Linked DNA regions of Triticum aestivum: region 1 is linked to region 2. A link is a contact called in public Hi-C data. All regions are on one chromosome and are shown on one strand. The core of a region is the stretch at or near the end of the contact, and the rest is flanking DNA. Distances in the headings are between cores, read along the strand shown.

Region 1 (5,705 bases), core at 28-2,527, 260 kb after region 2:
TAGGTTCAAAGACAAATGAAGAACATATGGTAAGTACAGAGCAAAATTGGATCACCGACTAATAGCTGAATGAAAGGCATATATATGACAGGCATATTTTCTGGCCACAAAGTGTTGTGGGCCATGTGGCAAATATGCCACGCACCACAATGTGATCACACAAACAAAATAGCCTTAAACCAGTTATTCTTGCATGATAATATGAAAATGCAGAACAGAAGCAACAGTTCCTGTCCCTGCATATGGCACTACCAAATTATACTATCCATGTTTCAGTTTAATGTCATTACTCCATACAGCAGACAGCACTGTAACCACAAATCAGTTATTCTAGCATAATATGAATACGCAGAACAGAAGCAACAATTTCCATTTCTGTATACGGCGTTGCCAATTTTTTCTATCCATATTTCAATTTGATGGCATCACTCCATATAGCAAGCAGCATTGTAACCAAAAGAAATTCTAGACGCAAATTTCTTCAGAACGAAATTAAATTAGTGAAACGGTCGAACATTTCTTCATAATGAAGCAGCAGGTGAGCAAGTACAGGATTCGTAGACTTGAGTGACTTGGTATTTGGGTACCTGGCCGATGATGACGGCTTTGACGCTGTGGAAGGGGGTGGTGTGGAGCGCGTGGAAGACGAGGTGCGGCGGCGGGTAGACGGGCACCTTGGCGTGCAGGCGCTCGTGGGCGACGAAGCGGCAGAGGTCGAGCGCGTAAGGCTTGCGCAGCTCCCCGGACAGCGCCTCCAGCCACGTCTCCTCCACGAGCAGCTCCTCCAGCTTCGCGCCGCCGCCGGCCGCTAGATGATGCGAAACCCCCAGCAGTTCAGTTAGAACCCTAGCTAGGGTCCGGGGAGCGGGGGGCGCGGAGAAAGAGGGTACCTTTGGACTCGGCGAGGCGGAGGTTGCGGCGCGCGCGGGCGAGCGCGAGGTTGGTGTCGGCCCTGCGGCGCTGCTCCGGCGAGAGCGAGGTGGGGTCCGAGGGGCCGGAGGAGGGGGAGAGGGAGGCGGCGGGGACGACGACGGTGGTGGTGGTTGCGCCGGAGCGGAGGCGCTTGGCGGGGCGGACGAAGAAGTCGGCGATGGTCTTGGGGGCGGTGGGCGGCGACGGCGCCATGGGGGGCGGGGATTCCGGGGGACGGGCTTCGATTGGGGTTTCGGCAGGCCGCGGTTGGTTGGAGGGGAGGAAATGGGCGCGCGTGGCGAGGCGGGAAGGTGGGGGAAATGGGCGCGCGACGGCGGGATTTTTTGGGCGCTGCGGTGGTGCTCGCCGCCGTTGTGGCCACCGGGGTTATTGGTGGGCTCGGATGCACTTGGAAAGAAGGCCGGATGGTTTCAGCAAGAATGGAAGCCCAAGAAGCTTTGCCACTGTCTTTGACGAACAGAAACGATGGGCCTCCGCTTCGAGGGACCAGCAACGATGGGGCTTTGCCACTGTCTCGTGGAGCTCTTGGCCCGGCCCACAGAGCTCGGGTCCGCTCCCTCAAAAAGAAGAAGAAAAAAAAGGCAGGTCGGGTGCTACGTGTCACGTGTGTGTCATGCATTGAGAGCTTTATCTATACCAATATAAAAAGACCCAAATGGCAGATCCAAACCATCTCGACCGTCAAATCATGTTATCTAGCGATTTAAATCGCTCCAATGTTGAGCACCAAACACGTTTAACGCTCTAATTACCCACCACTGCCATTGGTTATAAACATGTTTTGACTCAACGCTATCCCTTAAAATCTGTCATGTAATTAATATCCTACCATTCCGCGAAAAAGTAATTGATATCTAACCAAATACCAACGTGCAACAGATATATCTTACCTAATATAATGTGCAATTAATATTCTATCTAATAATATAAACATGCATTGCACGTACATTATTACTAGTCTAACAAAAGCATTCCTAGGACAGTCCGTGATGAGACTGCTGATTAGGAATGAAGGTTCTCGTTCTAGCCGGCTTTCGATGTGCAAGCACGCTTGACATAAAAATGGGCTGGTACGGTCACTGATCTAGATAAAATGCTGAACTACAAAAGAGTTAAAAGATGAAGCTACCTCTTCAATCTCGACTAAGATCGGTGCTACAATTGAGCGATTGTTTCCCAGGTAGTTACACAAAAATACCGGTCACATAAATATGATAACAAACTTATCAAAACTCTTTCTCAAATATGCATGAGCGTGCATATCATATATTAACGGAAAAAAAGGTGAAGAGACCCTCCGGGTCTCCACCATAGTTACAACCTTAGGGTTACAATTGCTGTTAAAACATAGCCACATCGTCCACCTGTTAAAGGCACTAAAGAAAAAAAATCGAGCTCTCCTTAAAGTAAACCAGCCGCCCTCCAACAGTGGCAGATCCAGGAATTCAACATTGGGTGTTCAAATAAAATAAAATTGCACCCTAATAGAGAAGCCGATTTGTTCACGGAAATGCAAATACAAAATACAAAATTCACAATAGCAACTATATCTCGAAAGATTACAGAAAATACAACATAGAGAAAAAAAACCTACAACGTGATCATGCGCTCTGTCATCTTGAGAGTGAGATATGACACTATCATCCTTCACTTGCTACTAGTAGGACAAGAACCATTTTCATAAGCTTATAAACAAGGTTATAAGTACTATTGCTTATCTTAACAACTTTAGCATAATAATAAAAATGTGGTATATATTCTTGACCTTTCTAAACCTCTCATCTCTAACCACATCAGTAATGAAGTGTGTAATTTGATAAGAGATATGCATCAAATCTTCCCCTGTGAAACCCATAGGATGGAGGTGTGCAAGCTTAACCAAGTGTCATCTATAGCTTACAATTCAAAGATAATTCATCGAATGCTTTACTGCCTACAATTCAAAGACAATTCATTCGTTATTTTTCTGCTAATGAAATCAAGCAAATCCTCACACCTTAGTGTCATCTACAACTATTTCTCTCTTAAACCTGAATAGCTGCTACACATTGAGTTGGGGAATGTGTCGAATAAATGAATCAATTATTGCAATTTTAGAATTGGATGGAGATTCACCTTAGGTTTAGAGATTAAGGTTCTTGGAGTCAATTCCTGCACTGGTACGCTCCCCTCCCCGCCGTCGACGACCACGGTGGTCGTTGTAGTGTTGCTTGTTCCCACCCTTTGTGCCGCAGCATCCGATTCACATCTCCTCCCCACCGGCGGCGGCGGACTTGGCACTATGGGGCTTGCCCGTATCCTCTGTAGAAATCATGGGGGAATCTGGCGCCCCATGGCTCCCTCGCCTGGGCATTGCTCGCCATCGGCAGAGGGTCACCCGCCGCCTCATCCAAGGGAAGAAGAAAGAGGCCGGCGGCTGCGTGAGCCCTTGTCTCCTCTTGTGCGTGCGTGCATGTGGACTGTGGACAGAAGTGGTTGCTAGTTGCTAGCTTTGCTGTCGGGCTAGTGGGCTGCTCATGAACTGAGCCTATTGGGCCTTTAGGGAGTACATATATACTTTTTTTGCAAAAATAATTGGGTGTACATCTGTACACCCATGCCTCATGGTGGATTCGGCCTTGCCCTCCAAGTGTTTCCTTCCTGCATGATGCACCTTAGGACGGATTGCAGCGAAGGGGTAGCCCCATTGAAGACAACTGCATTACGGTGTTTCCACATCTCCGGTAAACCAAGGGCAACAATTGCCTTGATGTCTCTCTACAAGTATGTAGCCAAACTTCAAGGTGTTTCCCATAAACCAAGTCTGTTAGAGGTCCAACAACGATTCCTCATCACTAACCAAGAGAAGAAGCGGCACTGGAGTGGTGCCTTGTGCTTCTAGACAAAATCGGCATAGGGAGCAGTCTCGCAGACAACAAACTTAGATGCGTAGGCCGATCGATCCGAAATCGGCAAAGTGATTTTTCACGTCAAGTTTTAGCATCAGTGGTGTAATTGACTCTTTCCTTTTCATCGAAGCGTGGAGATGTTTGATCGAAAACAGCGATCACATGCTACTGCAAGGTCGATCCCAGACAAAGGTTGAGGCCCTACTAATGACCAATCCCACACGATCTGGTCGGGTGCTAGATTGGTGATCACTGAATGTACAACGATCTGCTTGTTTTGTTTAATGACTTCAAGCAGAAAAGCACTAGCAATCAACCCATATAGCAGAAAGTATTACAGACATCTTTCCATTCCAGGTACACCGTACACTACACTCATTCTGCTAGCAGGTTTTCACGTGGCGAGTCTTCTGAATTTCAATTCGTTCCCATGTTAGGATGAACAATGTATAGTAGTATAAAAGTTAGAGCAAAGTTTGCCTCCCCTCGAGAAAGAGCAGATATATATACGGCTGCATTATGGAAGGAGAGCTTTTAGGGGAACATGGAGTGCTGGAAAGCCGATCAACAAGTTAATTATAACATCTTAAATACCACAACAAAAAAGAATGGGCTACATAAGCGCGCTCAGATTATCTTTTTTTCTTTGAGGGGTGCTCAGATTATCTAATGAAGGTGCAAAAAACATTGTATAGATGTCCGGGATCAGACACCGAGCACAATGAGAGCAGGCAAAAGGGCGGCAGTGACCATGGCGGCGGCGGATCCGATGCCGGCCGGCGCGGCGCCGCTGGGGGGCGCGGGCGGCGCCGGCGGGGGCTCGTTCTGGCCGATGACCTTGACGACCATCTTCTGGCCGCGCTCGCAGTGGCCCGTGACGCCGCTGATGAAGTAGAAGGGGCCCGGGCGGTCCAGGCGCACCTCGGTGTCGCCGTTGTTGGAGAAGAAGATGGGGTGCGTCGACCCGCACTTGTCGTACTCCTCCTGCGTCACCTCCATCACCGAGTCCGCCTTGTACTTGAAATCTACGACCAATCCATCACATGCATTACGTGTTAACAAAGGCGTATCGATCTGGCGGATGGATCAAAGGAGCGGGTCGAGTGGATCGATCTTACGGACGCTGTCGCCGACGAGGAAGCGGTTCTTGGACGCCCAGTCGTTGTACGTGCCGGAGTCGCCGGCCGCCGGCACGACCCACCCGGCGTCCCCGCCGACCTCGAAGTCGGCGGCGCGCGACGCGCCGAAGAGCAGCGCGAGGAGCGCCACGACGGGGAGGAGGCTGTTCGCCATGGCCCGGCTAGCCGGACGACAACAACGCGGCGCGCGTCTTGGTTCCCTCCGGCCTGATCGATCTCGATGGTCAGCTCCGTGCGCGAAACTGGGGTTTGATGACTGACCGCGTCCGATCGATCGGCGGTGGTGTGGGGGCGAATTAATAGGGAGGGAGTGGAGTGGCGAGCCGAGGAGGAGGCGGTTGTGAGCGGCGGGGGAGGTCGAGAATGGCGGAGGCGTCGGGTACGTGGACGTGGTGCATGCGCGCGCGGACGGAGTTGCGTCGCCGCGGGAGAGCTGTGTGTGATTCGATCCACCCGTCGGTGCTTTGACCGCGCGCGCGCCTTGGTTTGCGTGGCGCGCGGAGCAAGTGGGCCGGCCCACTGTAGCAAGCTCACTTGTGCAGCTTTCCTGTTTTTTTTCTCTATTTGATTGATGGACGTGGCTAGAGAGCGCCGCGGCGCTCGTTTGTTGCCTGGAGCGCATAACCGTATATAGTAATTACATGTCCTTGTGTCCAACTGTCTACATTAAAAAATGAAATTGTTTGGCCACACCCTGTACGCACATGGCTATCGATGCAATCAGCCTAAATCCTATCCCACGTGC
Region 2 (5,346 bases), core at 901-3,400:
CAAGAGAGAGAGAGAGAGAGAGAGAGAGAGAGAGAGAGAGAGAGAGAGAGAGAGATTTGGGGTGCACATGCAGGCTCCCTCCCATGTGAGCAAGATTTGCACAAAACAATTGATCTCACCCACTGATTGCTTTTCTTTCTTTAATCTTTCACTAAACGCACCACACCTGACCGACCAACTACTGCGCTGTGAAGAAGAGGAAAAAAAAAAGGAACGGGTCAATGCAGGTTACATGTAGACGCACGCCCACGCGGTTGTTGGGCTTGAGCTTTTCAACGAGACAGGTGACAAGTTTCTTCACCGAGATCCATCGGATTGGCCAGGATACGTGGTTGACGCAAGAGGTTGAGGTAACATGGACGTTTGGAATTAGCAGACGACCAAGACAATAACGTACTCGTACGTGACCCTTACTATACATTTTCATGAAAATATTCTCAAGCAACCAGGAAAAAAAACTTCTACAGGTATGAAGATTTCCCGTATAGATTTTTAATGAGACATTTTTCTAGACTGGAGAAAAGAAGAAACTTCTATTCTGCCGGGTGTGACACCACGATACCGATATGTACGGTGATTCCCCGTAGATATTTAACGAGATATTCTTGCTAGCTGGTCAATGGCATGGAGCGGATATTCTTGCTATCCCTTCTCTTCTCTCTGTTGACATCGTGTTTCCATCTAGGAGGAATAAAAATCCTACCAGCGATCAAGTCGCGCTGGAAAAGTATTTGGACGTTGATAACTGCCACACGTGTGGCAGGAAAGGAGAGGCACCACACGACTCTAATGCAAATAGATTGCCACATCATCGCATGCATGCATGCGAGAATTTTTTTGGATTTTTAGTTTTTAAAATGTTTTATCTCTTAAATGAAAAATCCGATTGAAGATCCGTTTTCACCATTAAATCCCTCGCTACGAGATCTTCAAAACTACATCTCATATCGATATATTTCGGCGAAATATTTTTTTAGTTAAAAGTTGCCATGTCTATTGCACATGAATTGTCATGATATTTACACTGAAGTTGCCATGATATGTTTCAACTATTTTCTTTTACATTTAAAACTAAATTTTAACATATTATAAAACAGAGAATCAAGAAACTAGACTTGCCATGCATCATAAACTAAAATTGCCATGATACATGCACTTAAAATTGCCATGGTTCAATAAAAAAAATCATGGTCAAAATACTGGAATTGCCATCATCAAAAAACAAAAATTGCCATGATCTACAAACTAAAATTGCCACATGGCAACTTTAGTTTAAGCACTATGGCAACTATAGTGAAAACATCATGGCAACTTCTGGGCAAAAAAAAAACGTCGAAACATATCAACATGGGGTCTAGTTTTGAAGATCTCATCGAGACGGATTTAATGGTGAAAACGAATTTTTAGTTCGCTTTTTTATTTAGAAGATAAAACATTTTTAAGCCGAAAACCAAAAAGATTTCTGCTGATGTCACCTATTCATACGTGGCAAAATGAGTGGTGATGGAGGCGTGTGGACGACCTGCAAACACCCACACGTGTGGGCGTTAGTTTTTCCGAAAGTAATTATCTGATGAGTTCAGAATAGCATCAACAGCTCAAAGTACTGTAATACTAGCAACAGAGAGTTAGAAAATTAGCACTACCTGACACGGCTAAGTGGAGGTCGTAAATTAAATTAATTAAGCAGGCTGTGATTATCGTTTCAGTTGAGCAGGCAAAGGTTACTGACGCGAGTGCACGGCCTGGCGCAGCCGATTCTCCGGTCGATCTATGCACCGGAAATATTTGAAAGCCGGCCGCTGACAGTATCAGTGGAGAGAGAGGACGGGGCGTCGACCCGTCGGCTGGGCAGCTGTGATAGCTGCCAGCCCACCCAAGTTCAAACCCCGATTTTGACGCGTGATATTCATGAAGTTTCTTTTATAAAAAAATGACAACAAGGATTAGTCTTTGGGTTGGTCTTATCTTTAGATACTCTCGAAAAAACAGCGTCAGTGGAGCATGTGGCGCCGGTACGTATCTGCTGAAGTAGGCACGTGAATTTTTGTTCGTTTGCCCGTCGAACCTTGATGCCGACAAGGCCAACGGTGGTGACCCAAACCGAGGATTCGGGAGATCGGAGGTTCTGGTCGGCGGCTCCAGGCCTGCAACTTCATGGCTGGCGTCGGCGGGGGCCGTGCCGATGCCGACACGCCCGTGACCTTGCCGCCCCGCTCTACGTGAGGCCGACGCTGTTGCCTTGCCGGCCGAGAGCAGGGCCCCGGCTACGCATGCACGCATCCTCCAAATTCACCCACAGAGCGTCTGTTCGGCCAACTCCACCGCGCGACCTTATACTATCCGGCCCCGTCAGTTTAGGATAAAAGGGACAAATGAGGCGGCCCAGCACGCGGCGGCCTGAACCCATCTTATCCGTTTTGTGTCCGGGCCGACCCATTTTAAGCGCAAACTTGCGCCGAGTTTGGGTCGTGGCGGACACCAAACGGACGCGCGCCTCGTCCGCGCGTCGGGGCCGCGTGGCAGGCGGCCACCTACCTCACACTCGCCCACATCAATGCGCACGAACGGGCGGCCCCACCTGTCATCCGCACATCGAAGGGTTGCCGTCCTTCTTTAAGTGGGAACCATGGACTGGTCGTCATCCACACTGCCCCACGCCACCCCGCGGCCTCCTTGAAACCCGACAGCGCCGAACCCTAGCCCTCCCTTGTCCTCGAGCTCGCCGGCCGACCACCTCGAAGCCATGGGCTTCTGGAACCGCAAGGGGAAGCACGACCGTGAGGCCGGCTCCTCCTCGGGGCGCCGCCGCGGCTCCGTGAAGAAGGAGGAGCCCGCGTCACCGCCGCGCTCCTCCTGTCGAGCCCCCGCGCCGGCCCCCTTCACCATTAACCCTAGGCCCGCCGGCGAGCGCGACCGGCAGTACCTCGCGGCGGACGTGTGCCGGCGGTACTGGGATACGAGGACGCCGTTCCCGTGGAGCGACGTCCACCTCCCCAACGGATGGCACCTCAGCGCCGACCGTGTGCCGATCCCGCCCGTGCCGGCGAGCGGCCGTGCACGCCGCGATGAGATTGAGCGCCGCCGCCGCCTCCTCCCCGACGACCTGTTCTACGACGACAGGTACGCCCCGACTCGGTGCTCTGGGACACATGGCTCCAGGACGAGCACGACACTCGCCGCGCGTCCTACTTCGCCGGCATGGTGTCAGGGCCGCGGCGGCCACGTTGGGAGGTGCGCATGCGTACACGGGTGCGCGGCCTCACGCCCACGCCGTCGCCTTCCCCGTCTCCGTCACCCCCTCCACCTCCTCGCATTACAGCGGAGGAGGAGGCCCGGCTCGTGCAGCGTGTCATGGATGACTCCATGTACACCCACGACGAGCGCCAATGGGACGGCTTGGAGGAGGCGATGGCACTCTCTGCCGCCGGCGACAGCATTGACGGGCACGGGCAGGAGCACGCTGGCGGCGGCCGTTTTTTATTTTCTTTTTTATGTTTATTATTAATTATGCCAAGTTCGACGTGAAAACTGGGCCGTTTTGTGGCCGTGTCCTCCTAACCAAGTTTTAAGTTTATTAAACTGCGCTTATTTATTTTTTAAGTCATTTCATTTACGTTTTGCTATATTTTTAAATCATGTCCAACGCGGACGTGATTTGGGGCGCGGCCGCGCGGTGGGCGCACGCACGACCCAACGGATAGAGGCGGACACGGCGAACCCATCGGCGTCCCAAAGGGACAAAATCTGGCCAAAACGGACGTCCGTTTAGGGTCGCGGGGTGGAGATGGCCTTCCTGAGGGGTGACGGTCCGATCCTCCTCCGGAAAATATCGCCGATCTCGTACAGGGCGCCGCGTCCCTGCTTTAGGAGAGAATCTTTATCGCTTTCCAAATTTTCATGGCAACTTGGCAGCCTCTCCCAGCTCAGTGTATCTGCGGGTCATGTGGGTTCGACCGTGCAGTTCAGTCATCACCTTGCTCGTGCCAAGGGAGATCCTCGAGCAAACCTAGGCTCCTCCTATTGCCAGCAAAGGATACGATACGATTCCCCGTCTGTCACAAAGCGCTTTTTTACTGTGTGCTTTATACTCTCTTGATCTTGATTCGAGAACGAAAGCGTGACATGCATGTTGCCGCGATGCTACTGCATAAAGTACAGTACTTCTTGCCCATGAGCATGATCATTTCGAGTGTTGCGTGCTGGATCCTCCCGTCCGCCCGTCCCATGTTTTAGCCAACTCCACCGCCGCGCGACCCTATCCTGTCCGGCCCCGACCATTTGAGTTAAAACGGACAAACGAGGCGGCCCAGCGCGCGGAAGCAAACAAACTTTTGTCCGTTTTGTGTCAGCTTTCGACCCATCCGCGGCCCAAGTTTGCGCCGTTTTTGGGGTGAAACGGACACCACGCGGACGCGCGGGTCGTCTGCGCGTGTCCTCCCTTCCCGCCCGCCGGTGGCACATGGCGGGTTTTTTTCTATCCGCCCCTCCCTCCCTCCGGCCGCACCCCCTCCACTCTTCCCCTTGCTGCTGCCGCCGCCGCTGCCATTGCAGCCGTGCAGTTCGGACGCGAGCTCGCCCAGCCCCTTCCCCTCGGCGCCGCCGAGCTACCCAACCACGGCCACCTGGTTTGCGCACCCGCCGGCCGAATTTGGGGCGGATCCGTCGGTCTTGAGCTCGCCCGGCTGTGGGAGGCCGGGCCGCGCCATGGACTGACCGGGCACCTCGCCGGAAGGCCCTGGCAGGGCCGCAAGGCCACATGCAGGCAGTGGCTCCTCCTCTAGCCGCTCGGATCTGCACCGTCGGTGGTCCGCCGGCAGATACACGAATGGCGGTCGGCCGGGCTCGGTGCTTGCCCAAAAGCTCGCCGGCGCACCGTTGCCACTCATTAAGTGCGACCACTGCCCAAGGATGGTCGCGCGCCGCGTGTGTACAACGCCGGAACATCCCGGATGGGTGTTCATCAAGTGCTTAAACGATGGGGTATGCGCTTTTTTTAGCTTCGGTTTGTGCTCTAGATTTGACTAGTTGTACTAACATCAAATTTTGTTGTGTAGAATGGATGCAAGTTTTGGTATTGGGAAGAAGAGTACATCGATATATTGATAGAGCGAAATTTAGTACATGTTCGTGCACTTTTAGCTAGAATAGAGGCTGTAAATGAGACAAGTGCACTTGTTGCTGTTGGGGAATGAAGTAATTTCAAAAAATTTCCTACGCACACGCAAGATCATGGTGATGCATAGCAACGAGAGGGCAGAGTATTGTCTACGTACCCTCGTAGACCGTAAGCGAAAGCGTTTATCAACGCGGTTGATGTAGTCGTACACCTTCACGATCCGTCCC

Evidence for each region. A called contact is a pair of places that touch in the nucleus more often than the background predicts.
Region 1: a Hi-C map of leaf shows a contact between it and region 2, with 2.8 times the contacts expected there. The contact joins the promoter of LOC123055149 here to the enhancer-like site in region 2. A contact is called at or near these places in 2 of 5 Hi-C or Micro-C datasets (both in leaf).

What each region holds. Positions count from the first base shown.
Region 1 is chr2D:630,713,370-630,719,074 of IWGSC CS RefSeq v2.1, forward strand. It overlaps LOC123055149 (uracil-DNA glycosylase, mitochondrial), which reads right to left and starts at 1,278. Exons shown (of 7, transcript XM_044479105.1): 1 at 891-1,278; 2 at 588-808. The coding sequence starts at 1,125. It overlaps LOC123055150 (mavicyanin), which reads right to left and starts at 5,255. Exons shown (of 2, transcript XM_044479106.1): 1 at 4,940-5,255; 2 at 4,372-4,846. The coding sequence starts at 5,114. The coding sequence ends at 4,527.
Region 2 is chr2D:630,455,876-630,461,221 of IWGSC CS RefSeq v2.1, forward strand. No RefSeq gene overlaps it. Among protein-coding and RNA genes, the nearest start is that of LOC123055148, 61 kb to the right of the region's middle. Within about 2 kb of position 2,151, at least 4 of the 8 cell types and tissues checked have an H3K27ac peak or open chromatin away from gene starts, as enhancers often do. A contact at or near this core is called in leaf, where this site is marked.